Linked DNA regions of Sus scrofa: regions 1 and 2 are each linked to region 3. The links are chromatin contacts, called in public HiChIP or PLAC-seq maps. All regions are on one chromosome and are shown on one strand. The core of a region is the stretch at or near the end of the contact, and the rest is flanking DNA. Distances in the headings are between cores, read along the strand shown.

What was found. HiChIP or PLAC-seq counts read pairs in DNA pulled down with a chosen protein or histone mark.
Region 1: an H3K27ac HiChIP or PLAC-seq map of alveolar macrophages shows a contact between it and region 3. The contact joins two enhancer-like sites. A contact is called at or near these places in 2 of 2 datasets of contacts at active chromatin or transcription factors (alveolar macrophages and skeletal muscle).
Region 2: an H3K27ac HiChIP or PLAC-seq map of alveolar macrophages shows a contact between it and region 3. The contact joins two enhancer-like sites. A contact is called at or near these places in 3 of 5 promoter capture datasets (fetal liver, fetal skeletal muscle and liver), 25 of 47 Hi-C or Micro-C datasets (adipocytes, alveolar macrophages, blood and 13 more) and 2 of 2 datasets of contacts at active chromatin or transcription factors (alveolar macrophages and skeletal muscle).

The regions. Positions count from the first base shown.
Region 1 is chr14:133,764,264-133,767,712 of Sscrofa11.1, reverse strand. No RefSeq gene overlaps it. Among named protein-coding and RNA genes, the nearest start is that of OAT, 59 kb to the left of the region's middle. Within about 2 kb of position 1,577, at least 17 of the 83 cell types and tissues checked have an H3K27ac peak or open chromatin away from gene starts, as enhancers often do. A contact at or near this core is called in alveolar macrophages, where this site is marked.
Region 2 is chr14:133,781,015-133,784,542 of Sscrofa11.1, reverse strand. No RefSeq gene overlaps it. Among named protein-coding and RNA genes, the nearest start is that of OAT, 42 kb to the left of the region's middle. Within about 2 kb of position 2,207, at least 12 of the 83 cell types and tissues checked have an H3K27ac peak or open chromatin away from gene starts, as enhancers often do. A contact at or near this core is called in alveolar macrophages and retroperitoneal adipose tissue, where this site is marked.
Region 3 is chr14:133,453,489-133,457,025 of Sscrofa11.1, reverse strand. No RefSeq gene overlaps it. Among named protein-coding and RNA genes, the nearest start is that of CPXM2, 79 kb to the right of the region's middle. Within about 2 kb of position 1,290, at least 5 of the 83 cell types and tissues checked have an H3K27ac peak or open chromatin away from gene starts, as enhancers often do. A contact at or near this core is called in alveolar macrophages and retroperitoneal adipose tissue, where this site is marked.

The DNA.
Region 1 (3,449 bases), core at 328-2,827, 310 kb before region 3:
GGGCCCCACCTGAGCCACACGGCTGCCCTGCGTTGCAGTGGGTGTTCAGGCTCTGATAGTGTCCTTGCGTGCAGCTCTGATTTTAGGAGCAAGCTGCAGGAGTAGCTGAACCCTGTCTTCAGATTCCAGAGCTCGGGATCTGCCCTGAGCCACCCAGGTTGGCCTCAGGGCTGAGCTAAAGGGCAAGCCACGCCATTCCTGGGCCAGAGTGACCTTGGACGGGGCACCACCTGCGGAGCCGGATCACTCGGGTTCAAATCCAGCTTCCATTTCCAGTGGCATGATTGTGGGCAAGTCCCTTAACTGGACCGTGCCTCAGTTTCCCCATCAGTGAAGAGTAAATGCAGCAGCTCCCTGATTGGGTTTTGGAGAGAAATACACTACCTGTGAAGCCTGGGACCCGTGCCTGGTGTAGGTAAGAGCTCCTTCGACCTTAGCTATGATCCCACCTTGAGCCTGGGCACCCACGCTTCTGTGGCCCTGCCCTCGGCCGGGTGGGCCCCTCACCTGCGAGTCCTGGCCCAGCATCTTTTCAGGAAGCTCTTCCTTGGGAGGTTCTGTCGTTTTCGTCCTGGGCACCCCCCTCTCTGTCTCCCTGGGGGAGCGCTTATCACGGAGGGTGAGTTTTTCATCTGGTGGTTTGATTTGTGTCTGTCTGCAAGCTCTGGAGGGCAGGATTCTTGTTGGCATCTTCCACAGCCACGTCCCCTGCCGAAGGGCCGAAATCAACCTTTAAGTGAGTGAGCCTGGCGAGAGCGCACGGAGACCCGCGCCAGGCCTAGGACTTCGGGCTGCCAGGATGTCCTGCAGAAAGGCTGCCATTAGGACTGTCCTTCTCCCCCAGAAAAGCCCGTCTTGCTCTCTCTGCTCCCAGCAGCGAACACCCCAGGACTCATCCCCCGACCAAAGTCCTCCCAGGGGCTGCTGTGCTCCGGATTTTCTGAGAAGGTTGCCGCCCTGTGAGGCCCAGCTCCTACTGACCCAAGGCCACCCTCGGGGCCTCTGCTCATGCTGTACAACCTGGGGAAGGAGCCCCTGTGGGGACAGATTGTCCCCGGGGACTGGCTCCCTTCAGTCTGGATCCACCATTCTAGCAGATTCCAGTCCGCAGGGCCTGAGCATCCGCAAAGGAGGGCTCCTGAGGCTGTTAGGATGAGCGCTGTTGGAGTGCCTGTTGTGGCTCAGCAGGTTAAGAACCCAACTAGTGTCCATGAGGATGGGGGTTCGATCCCTGGCTTGCTCAGTGGGTTAAGGCTCCAGCATGGCCACAAGCCACGGAGTAGATTGCAGATGGGGCTCGGATCTGGTGTTGCTTTGTCTATGGCGTAAGCTGGTGGATACAGCTGCAATTCGACCCCTAGCCTGGGTCCGCAGGCTGCAGGTGCGGCCCTAAAAAGAAAAAAGAAAAAAAAAGAGCACCGTTTTCTCCAGCCTTCCTCTGGTGCTGAGGCTTCAGGCCGGGGGCTGCGGGGTCAGGAGCCAATGTTTGCCGTAGGCCTGCTGAGCCTGGCCCAGGACAGGGTGTGGCCCGAGCCGTGTCTCCAAGCTTCGGGAGGCTGGGCTGAACTTGCTAGAGGGGTCAGTGCTATCCCTTCATTTTGAGGAGGGTGCTGAGGCTCAGAGAAGGGAAGTAACTTCTCCACAGTGACAGAGCCAGATGCGGAGGGGAAATGATGTCACAGGCCTGGCACCAAGAGCTGTCCTTCTCATGCTCCCTGACCCCTGGGGACCTGGAAACTCAGACAGAGAAACTATTTCTTTGGGCCTCAAGGGCCCTGGAAGTAGGTGGTGTTGGCATTTTATTTCATTTGTTTATTTTTACTTTTTTTAGGACCACACTCACGGCCTATGGAAGTTCCCAGGCCAGGGGTCGAATCGGAGCTGTAGCTGCTGGCCTACACCACAGCCATAGCCACGCAGGATCTGAGCCGTGTCTGCAACCTATACCCCAGCTCCCGGTAACACTGGATCCTTAACCCTCTGCGTGAGGCCAGGGATCGAACCCACATCCTCGTGGATACCAGTCGGGTTCATTACTGGGAACTCCCGGATTGGGATTTTAAAGTATGCCGTGCTCACCTTCGGGCTGGTGCTTCTGCTGGAAGCCTGCCCCTGGCTGAGCATACTTATGGGGGGTTGGATGAAAGCAGCTGGCTCTGAAGGCTTCCTTGGGGGCAAAGGATAAGCCTTGTTGGCTGTCTTGGTTGCCAGGAAATGACCTCTGCGGGCAGAGGTGGTGCGTGGGGGGACATGTGTTCTGCCCAGGGGGACGGTTTGACGAAGGCGGAGGGGCTGGAGGTTGGCCAGGTCGTCCTGCTCCTGGACCCGGCTGTGCTTCCACAGCTGCTGATGAGGAAATTCTCCCAGAGTTGATTTTAAAAATAGATCTATAAAAATTTCTGGGCACCGTTTAGAGTTGAAGCCCTAAGGGAAGCACATGAACCTTTCCTGCTGACGGGCTGCGGGGATCCAGGGATGTTTATGTGGGCGGGGGGATTCTGGTGGGTCACTGGGCATGGCTTTGCGGAAAATATTTTCTCGGCTGCCATGGCCTGGACCCAGAAAACCCTCCAGAGGCACCAGTGGTAAGGCTGTGACTTAGTAACGCTGGGATGTGGTGACCCTGTGACCTTGGACGTGGTGACGCCCCTGAGTCAGGCCTGCAAGCTCTGGCAGGCCTGTGGGTTCCAGCCAGAGGCTAAGCCTGGCTGCTGGACGGTCTCAATTTTTTCTCGTTCTCCATCAGTAGCCAACCTGGCCAGGGACAGCTCACCTCGGAGGGCCCCTGACATGCCTGTCCTCTGGGCCAACTTTCTTGATGTCTTTTTTATTTTTATTTTATTTTTTCTGCTTTGTGTGGCCGCACTGGCAGCATATGAATGTTCCCAGGCTAGAGATCCAATCGGAGCTGCAGCTGCCGGCCTACCCCACAGCCACGCCAGATCTGAGCTGTATCTGCAACCTACGCTGTGCAGCTGGCCGCAACGCTGGATCCTTAACCCACTGATCAAACGCCAGGGATTGAACCCCCATCCTCGTGGATACTAGTCGGGTTCTTAACCAGCTGAGCCTCAGCGGAACTCCCCTTAATGCCTGGGTCCACCAGGGTCCTGGTGGGGCCAGCGCTTGGTCCTGCCTTGGCTTCTTCCTCCTAATTCTAGGTCACCGTGTAGGAAGCAGATCATTTTCCTGCTGATAACGGCCACCTCTCACGGCAGCACGCGGACGCGTGGCCTTCACGAGTTCCCTGGGCCTTTGCTCTCTGACTTACACTTTGGGATGAGGCCGCTTGGGGGGTGCGGTGGAGGGAGGGGGTGTGTGCGGGAGGAGACCGTGCAGGCCCTTGGTGCTGTGCTGACCCTCTAGTGTTCTGGGCAGGGCACCTCCAGCGCTTTTGTAGGTGACGCCCCTGCTCTGAGTCCACTTTTGAGGCCAGGCTTTGAAGCTGG
Region 2 (3,528 bases), core at 958-3,457, 330 kb before region 3:
TGGCTGCCAATGAAACCCCCCATGTGGACCTGGCCTCACCTTTCGCCTGAGATCATGCAGTCGGTGGGTTTCCTAACATCCCTGGGTCTCGGTCTTTGGACCTTTGGACCAACAATAGTGTCTTTGCTTCTAGAATATTTGTGAGGATGAAATGTAATTCTGTGAAGCGCTTAGGAAGCGTTGGCTGTGTGCGTGGACGCTGTTACTATTACTAACAATTGGGCAGAACCCCAAGCATCAGTGCCTCCAAGGATGTGCATCACGGTGCCAGGATGCCTGTAGTTCCTGCCTGCTATGCTTGGACCCCTACACATGCTCCCTCTTCTCTTTCTTAGCCAAATCCTATTTATCATTTGAGGCCCAACTTAGACATCACCACTTCCAGGAAGCCCTCTTTGATTGTGCCCGGTGGAGTAGGCTGCTTCTTCCCTATGCTGGTAGCACGATTGCCTCTCAGGAGGAGTGGCCCTGGACAGCAAGATGGAAGGAGCCCAGCGCTACCCTCTGCAGATCCGGGGTTGCCCATCGCTTCTCGGCGTGTTTTCAAGCTGGTCCAAACCTGACTCCTTACCTGTGACATAGGTTGAGGATGATAAGCTTACCTCCCAAGGTGCTGTGAGGCCTGAATGACATCATTCACGCAAAGCCCTTTCCCCGAGTCCAGCACATGTTAAGTTCCCAGTAAATGGTAGCTGCCTTCAAGTAAAATGCTTGAATCGCATCCGTGTGGGCGCTTAGCTCACGCACCTTGGACCCTTGTGACGGCTGTGCTTGAGTAGCGGGAATGCAACATTGGATGAACTGTTATGAAGCATGTGGGCTGATCGAGTTGATGGGGAGGCCTGTGGGAGCAGAGAGCATTCCCAGGGTCCTTGGTGCTGTTGGGGGCAGTGACTCAGAGACCCCACCCCCTTGTTTTTGGTGTTTTCTGGGGCTGTGTTTAAACACTGGTGGGGGTAGACCTCCCAGACCCCAGGAATCTGGGTACAGTGTGGGGTACCCACTCTGGTCTGCTGGGGGGGAAGGTGTTTCTCAAGGTTGAGTGGTGGGTGGGGGGCTGCCAGGTAACAGGGTGAGGGTCCAATCCCCCGTCCTGCATAGGGGGTGAATGGCCTCGGCTCTGCAGGGCCCTGTGCTGACCTGACTCTTTGTCCCCATTGTCTGGGCAGCCGCCTCCTAAGCTGAGTCTCAGCCCCAGGTTGTCCTGGGGCCATAAACACCTTGTAAAAATTGCTGGGAACAAGATTCTTTATGTTGGTGGCGACTCCAGCCCAGGTCGTTAAGTCTGGCCCGACTCAGACGCAGGGTTGGGACCTGCGGTGGCCGACTCACAGGTTTTGTGAGCCTCTCATTAGAGCCCTGGTGTTGCTGCCCCTCAGCCCCATCCTGCTGGGCTCTGCCTTGAGTCCTGACGGGCCCTTTGGGGCTCCCGGGGCTGGGGGACCCTGGGCTCCAGATTACACGTTTAATACCTTCTGCACTTTTCCTTGCTCTTGGTTTAATGCTCTCCTGTTGCCTCCTTGCAAATCGTAGTCATTTGGAACAAGGGCCTGTATCTTCTTTCTTTTATTTTTTTTAGGGCCACACCTGTGGCTTATGGAGGTTCCCAGGCTAGGGGTTGAATCGAAGCTGTAGCTGCCAGGCTCCACCGCAGCCACAGCAACACCAGGCCCGAGTCACCTCTGCAACCTACACTGCAGCTCAGGGCGACGCCAGATCCTTAACCCACTGAGCGGGGCCAGAGATCGAACCCTCGTCCTCATGGATCCTAGTTGGATTTGTTGCTGCTGAGCCACAGCAGATTCTCCAAGGGCCTGTATTTTCATTTTGCACTGGGCCCTGCACGTAGCTGCTTCTGGTGAAGAGAATGCTTCGCAGGCAGCAGGGCGCTCTCTGGATGGACAAAGGCCAGGCTGGCTGGAGGGCTGGGCCTGAGGGGCACGATTGTCAGAGACCAAGTCAGAGTGGTAATGCCAGATGGTGCGTGGGGGTTGCAGGCACCCTTGGGGCCATCCCAAGGGCTTTGGGTCCCCTCCCAGGGAAACAGGAAGCCACAGGGAGGGGTGAAGAGAAGAGTGACATGATTTGACCTCAAGGTTAGAACGTTCAACTTAGCTGCTGTGTTGGGAAGAGACTCTAAGAGGAGAACTAGGGAGCTCTCTCGGGAGGCTGACCAGGAAATGGGGTAAGGATGCTGGTGACTCAGACCAGGCTGGGCACCGTGGGGGTGGAGGGAAGTGGTCAGATCCCACATGGCTTCTGAGAACGGAGCCAACAGGACTTGTGACGGAGCAGATGTCAGCCAGGCGTCTGGCTCGTCCTGGTAGACAGTTTCCAAAGAGGACGGGGGACAAGCCCTGCCCTGCTGTTCCACCCCCGCCCCCCGTTCCACCAGGAGGCCAAGGCTTCCCTTCCTCTCCCCCGCCCTTGAATTAGGGCCGGGTTTGTAACTCGCTTTGATCTCTAGAGAGGGGGGGAAAGGAGGCCGTGTTCATTCCTGGCCTCACCTTGAAGAGCCGGCAGCTTTGGCTTTGCTCTCTGGGAGCCAGGCGCTGAGCTGTAAGTGGCTGGGAGAGATTCCCAGAGGAGAAGCTGGTGGACACACAGGCGGCACCCACTTCCAGACCTGGGAGAAGGACCTCGTTCCACATTCCAGCCCCAGCTGAGCCCCCGGAAGGATGAAGCCTTGGGAGTGACTCCAGCTGACAGCACGCAGAGCAGATGAACCGCCCAGATGAGCCCTGCCCAAGCTCCCAACCAAGAGAATCATGAGGAGTAAGGCCTGGAGTTCCCGTGCTGGCTCGGTGGTAAGGAACCCACTAGTATCCATGAGGATGTGGATTTGACCCCTGCCCTCACTCAGTGGGTTAAGGATCTGGCATGGCTGTGTGTGGCAGCTCTGATTCACCCCCTAGGCTGGGAACTGCCATATGCTGTGGGTGTGGCTCCAAAAAGCAAAAAAAAAAAAAAAAAAAAAAGAGAGAGAGAGAGAGAAACAAAACCTTGATTTTTTGGGCCACTCATTTTTGGGCTGACGGAGGTATCTGTCAGACACCCAAGTGGAAATGTGTGAATAGGCAGCTGGATAGTTCAGGGAAGGGATCAGGCTGGAAGGGTCAATGCGGGAATTTTCTTGCTTGCTTGCTTTTTTAGGGCCTCACTGAGGCACATGGAGGTTCCTGGGCTACAGGTCAAACCAGAGCTACAGCTGCTGGCCTGCAGCACAGCCACAGCAATGCCAGATCCAAGCCGCGCCTGCAAGCCACACCACAGCTCACAGCAATGCCAGATCCCCCACCCACTGAGCAAGGCCTGGGATCGAGCCCGTGTCCTCATGGATGCTAGTCAGATTTGTTAACCACTGAGACGGGAGCTTCTGGAAAATTTTGACATCCAGTCTTTTTTTTTTTTTTCTTTTTAGGGCAGCACCTGCTACATATGGAAATTCCCAGGCTAGGGGTTGAATCAGAGCTGTGCCTGCGACCGACCGACACCACCGCTCACGATAGCGCCGGATCCGTAACCTAC
Region 3 (3,537 bases), core at 41-2,540:
TTCCCCTGAAAGGGACCATCTGACTTGCACCCACCAGGCTCGGCCCCCCAAGAGGACAGTGTGGGGAGAGGTGAGCCCTGGGCCTGGAGCCAGATGAGCCGGGTTCAAGTAACCTTGGGGACACCACGGGCCCTTTCCACATCTGCAGTCCATGGGCCTCATGAGTGCGTGTTGGAATTAACAAGGCAATGGTACATGAAAGCATAAACTGAAGATCAGAGAGGCTACACACCTGCCTGAGGTCACACAGCTCCAATCTCCGGAAAGAAAAGGCCAGAATGTCAACTCAGATTTTTTGCTTTTTAACTTCAAAGTCAATGTTTTTAACCATGGTGCCAATGCATAGCCCCTGCCCCCTCCCTTCCTCCCCAGCAGCCTGTCTGCATTTCATACGTCGTCCCCGTTTCAGACGCCCTTAGTGATGGGGCAGCCCTCTCTAGGCCTTCTGGGCCAGCGGTCTCTGCAGACCTGCCCGTCTAGGGTCTGGGCAGTGACTGGGGCTGCTAGGGGAAAGCAAGGGCCATGAACATGGCTTCATTCTGCCAAAAGGGACTCATGGCTGGGACTCCCGCCGGAAGAGGCTTCTCCTCTGCTTTTAGCTCGGAATTGACTAAGCCTCCCACTCCTGGGACCAGGTGGACATCAAGGCTGGCAGTGGGGGCGCCCAGCGTCACCTCAGAAGTGGATGGCCCACCTCTGGGCTCAGCCCCGCCTAATGACCTCCAAGGCACCAAGGGGACACCCTCCAGCTGGAAAGGGTGCGAAGAATCAAACTTTAATTTTTTAGCCAGGATTTTCTGAACATCTGTTTTGCACAAGGCACGGGGCCAGGCCTTGGGTGGGGTGGGGTCAGGGGCTGCTCCTTGCTCTTTGGATGGTTCCTTCCCCAGGTCTTGCCCCACGTGTTTATGGAGCATTGATCATGTGACGCAACTGGGAGGCCAGAGCCTTAATGGTGGGAGGCACGGATGAGGTGCGGAGCTGGTGTCCACGGGGGCGGGACGCGAGGGTTGGGCCAGAATTCTCGAAGCTTCTCCAATTGTAGAGTTAACTGGGCAACTTGGATAAGGGGGAAAGCCTACGTAACCACATACACATTACACATTTGATTTTTACTTAAGATATTTAAAGTACCTTCGCTTGTCTTTTGATTAAATAAAAGCCAAGCCTCCCCCCACCCCATGCCCGACCATGAATCTGCAGATTGGAGTTCTGGGGTCATCTTTGTGGACGAAACCACATCAGGATGAATCAGCTGTGGTTTCTGGCGTTGGTTCTCTAAAGGGGCCCGAGAACTGGAAGCCACTTGCAAAGCATCCAAAGGCCGAGTGGCTCATGGCGGATGAGCTGATTCTCCCAGAATTATTTCCTGCTGTGTGCTGGGACTTTCCAAAGCTTCCGACCTGCTTTTCAAGCTTCCTCCTATTTTGCATTTGTATTTCATCTGTTTACATCAGTGGTTCTCAAAGTGTGGTCCAGGGATGTTGGCAACCCCTGGGACCCTCAGGAGACCCACCAGTCAGCACTGAAACTCTTGGAGTTCCCGTTGTGGCTCAGTGGTTAAAGAACCGAACTAGTATCCATGAGGGTGTGGATTCGATCCCTGGCCTCGCTCAGTGGGTTAAGGATCTGGTGTTGCTGTGGCTGTGGTGCAGGCTGGCGGCTATAGCTCCGATTGGACCCCTAGCCTGGGAACCTCCATATGCCGCGGGTGCGGCCCTAAAAAGCAAACAAAACAAAACAAAACTCTTGCTGGTCACACTGAGACCAACTTCGCCCTCTCATTTTCTCATGAAGGTGATGACACAGTGGCCGAGGCTCACTCTGCTGCTGGACCACGTGCTTGTGCTCTCATGGGCGTCAGACATCTCCCAGCTTTAATTTCTAATACGGTAAGTACACTGATGCATGTTAGTCACGTAAACAAAAGCTCTCTGGGATCGTCAGTAATTTTTAAGAGCATAAAGGAGCCTTGTTACCAAACAGCCCGAGGATAGCTGGCTTATGTGTTTATTTTTTATTTATTTAATAAATAAGGGAAGTTCCCAGGCTAGGGGTCAAATGGGGGCTGCAGCTGCCAGCCCATGGGGATCGGCACTATGGCCCCTGAATGAGGCCAGGGATCGAACCCACATCTTCACAGAGACAACTTCAGGTCCTTAACCTGCTGAGCCACCATGGGAACTCTGGTTTATATTCTACTAAATCACACATTTCTGATATCAAGCACCACTGGCATAAGAAAGACTTGGAAATCAACATGATTTCAACTTGCGGTAAACACACAATTGACCAGAGGGCATTTTGCAGAATGGCCAAGGGCACTGAGCAGGCGCAGAAGGTCAGCCAAGATGTTTAGGGGACGGGAGGCAGACATCAGGGTCACTGGGGAGGCCGGACAAGAGGCACATGCAGGACAAGTGGGGACAGTGGTAATAACGGCGCCTGCTGTTTACTGAGCACCTGCTGAATGCCAGGCCCTGTGCCACGTGCCCCTTTGAGGGTCTGGATCCCCACCACCACCCTGGGACAGAGGCATCAGATTTATTCTGGTTCTGTCATTATACAGGAGGGGACACTGAGGCTCAGAGGGGCCAAGGACTGAGCCCCAGACCCCCGGTTCCAGGAGCAGAGCTGGTCCTTGATTTTAGGTCCTCTTTCTCCAGGGCCCGACTCTCCCCTGCCCTTCTTCCCTCTGAGCCCCTGGAATCTCTGGGTGTCTAAGGAGGCAGGTAGGGAGGGGGTGGGGCAGAGCCTCCCGTGAGGCCAGGTGTGTTCTGGACACTCTGGGCTGGAGGGGCCGACACGGGATTTGGGCACTGAGGTCAGGACCAGGTGGCATCTTGCAGGTCATTCCCCTGTGGCAGCAGCAGAACTGACTTGGACAGCGCCCCCCACTTCCCCGCACCCCATCAGTGCCCAGCCTTGCAGGGGTCTTTGGGCAGAGACTCCATCCTGGGCTCTGCCACCCTCTTACTGCCTCCTTTCCGTGGCCTGCAGCCACCGTACGGGGAAGCCAGGCCGAGTGAGTGCCAGGCCTGGGGAGGAGCCCCGCCTTTGGGGAGGTTGAGCAGGCGGGGTGGCTGTGCCAGGAGCCCGTCCATCTCACAGTCTGAGTCTTCCTCTGAGCCCGCCCCCGAGGCTGCCCCTGTGCCACCAGTTCTGAGGTCAGGACTGGGCCCTCTGGGGCCCCCAGGCCAGCAGCTCCTGCCGCTGCTGTGGGTTCGAGTCACGGCTGAGGAATGGGGCGCGGCCGCCTGCCTTCTCGGGGCTGGCCTCTGCTCTCCCAGGGCAGCTGAACATCCCAAATCAGGCCCCACGGTCGCCATGGAGAGCCTTTGTGGACTCCCACCTCCACATGAGATAATCTGGAGAACTGCCGTTTTCTGCGCTTTCAACATAATGGAATTCAGGGAAATGCCAGCAATGCTAAGCCGGCCTCCAATTCTAAGGGCAGAGCCCCGGGCAGCCTGCACGGACCTCAGGAAACGGGCAGACATCTCTGTCTGGCCTCTAATCCACTTCCCCTAAGACAGC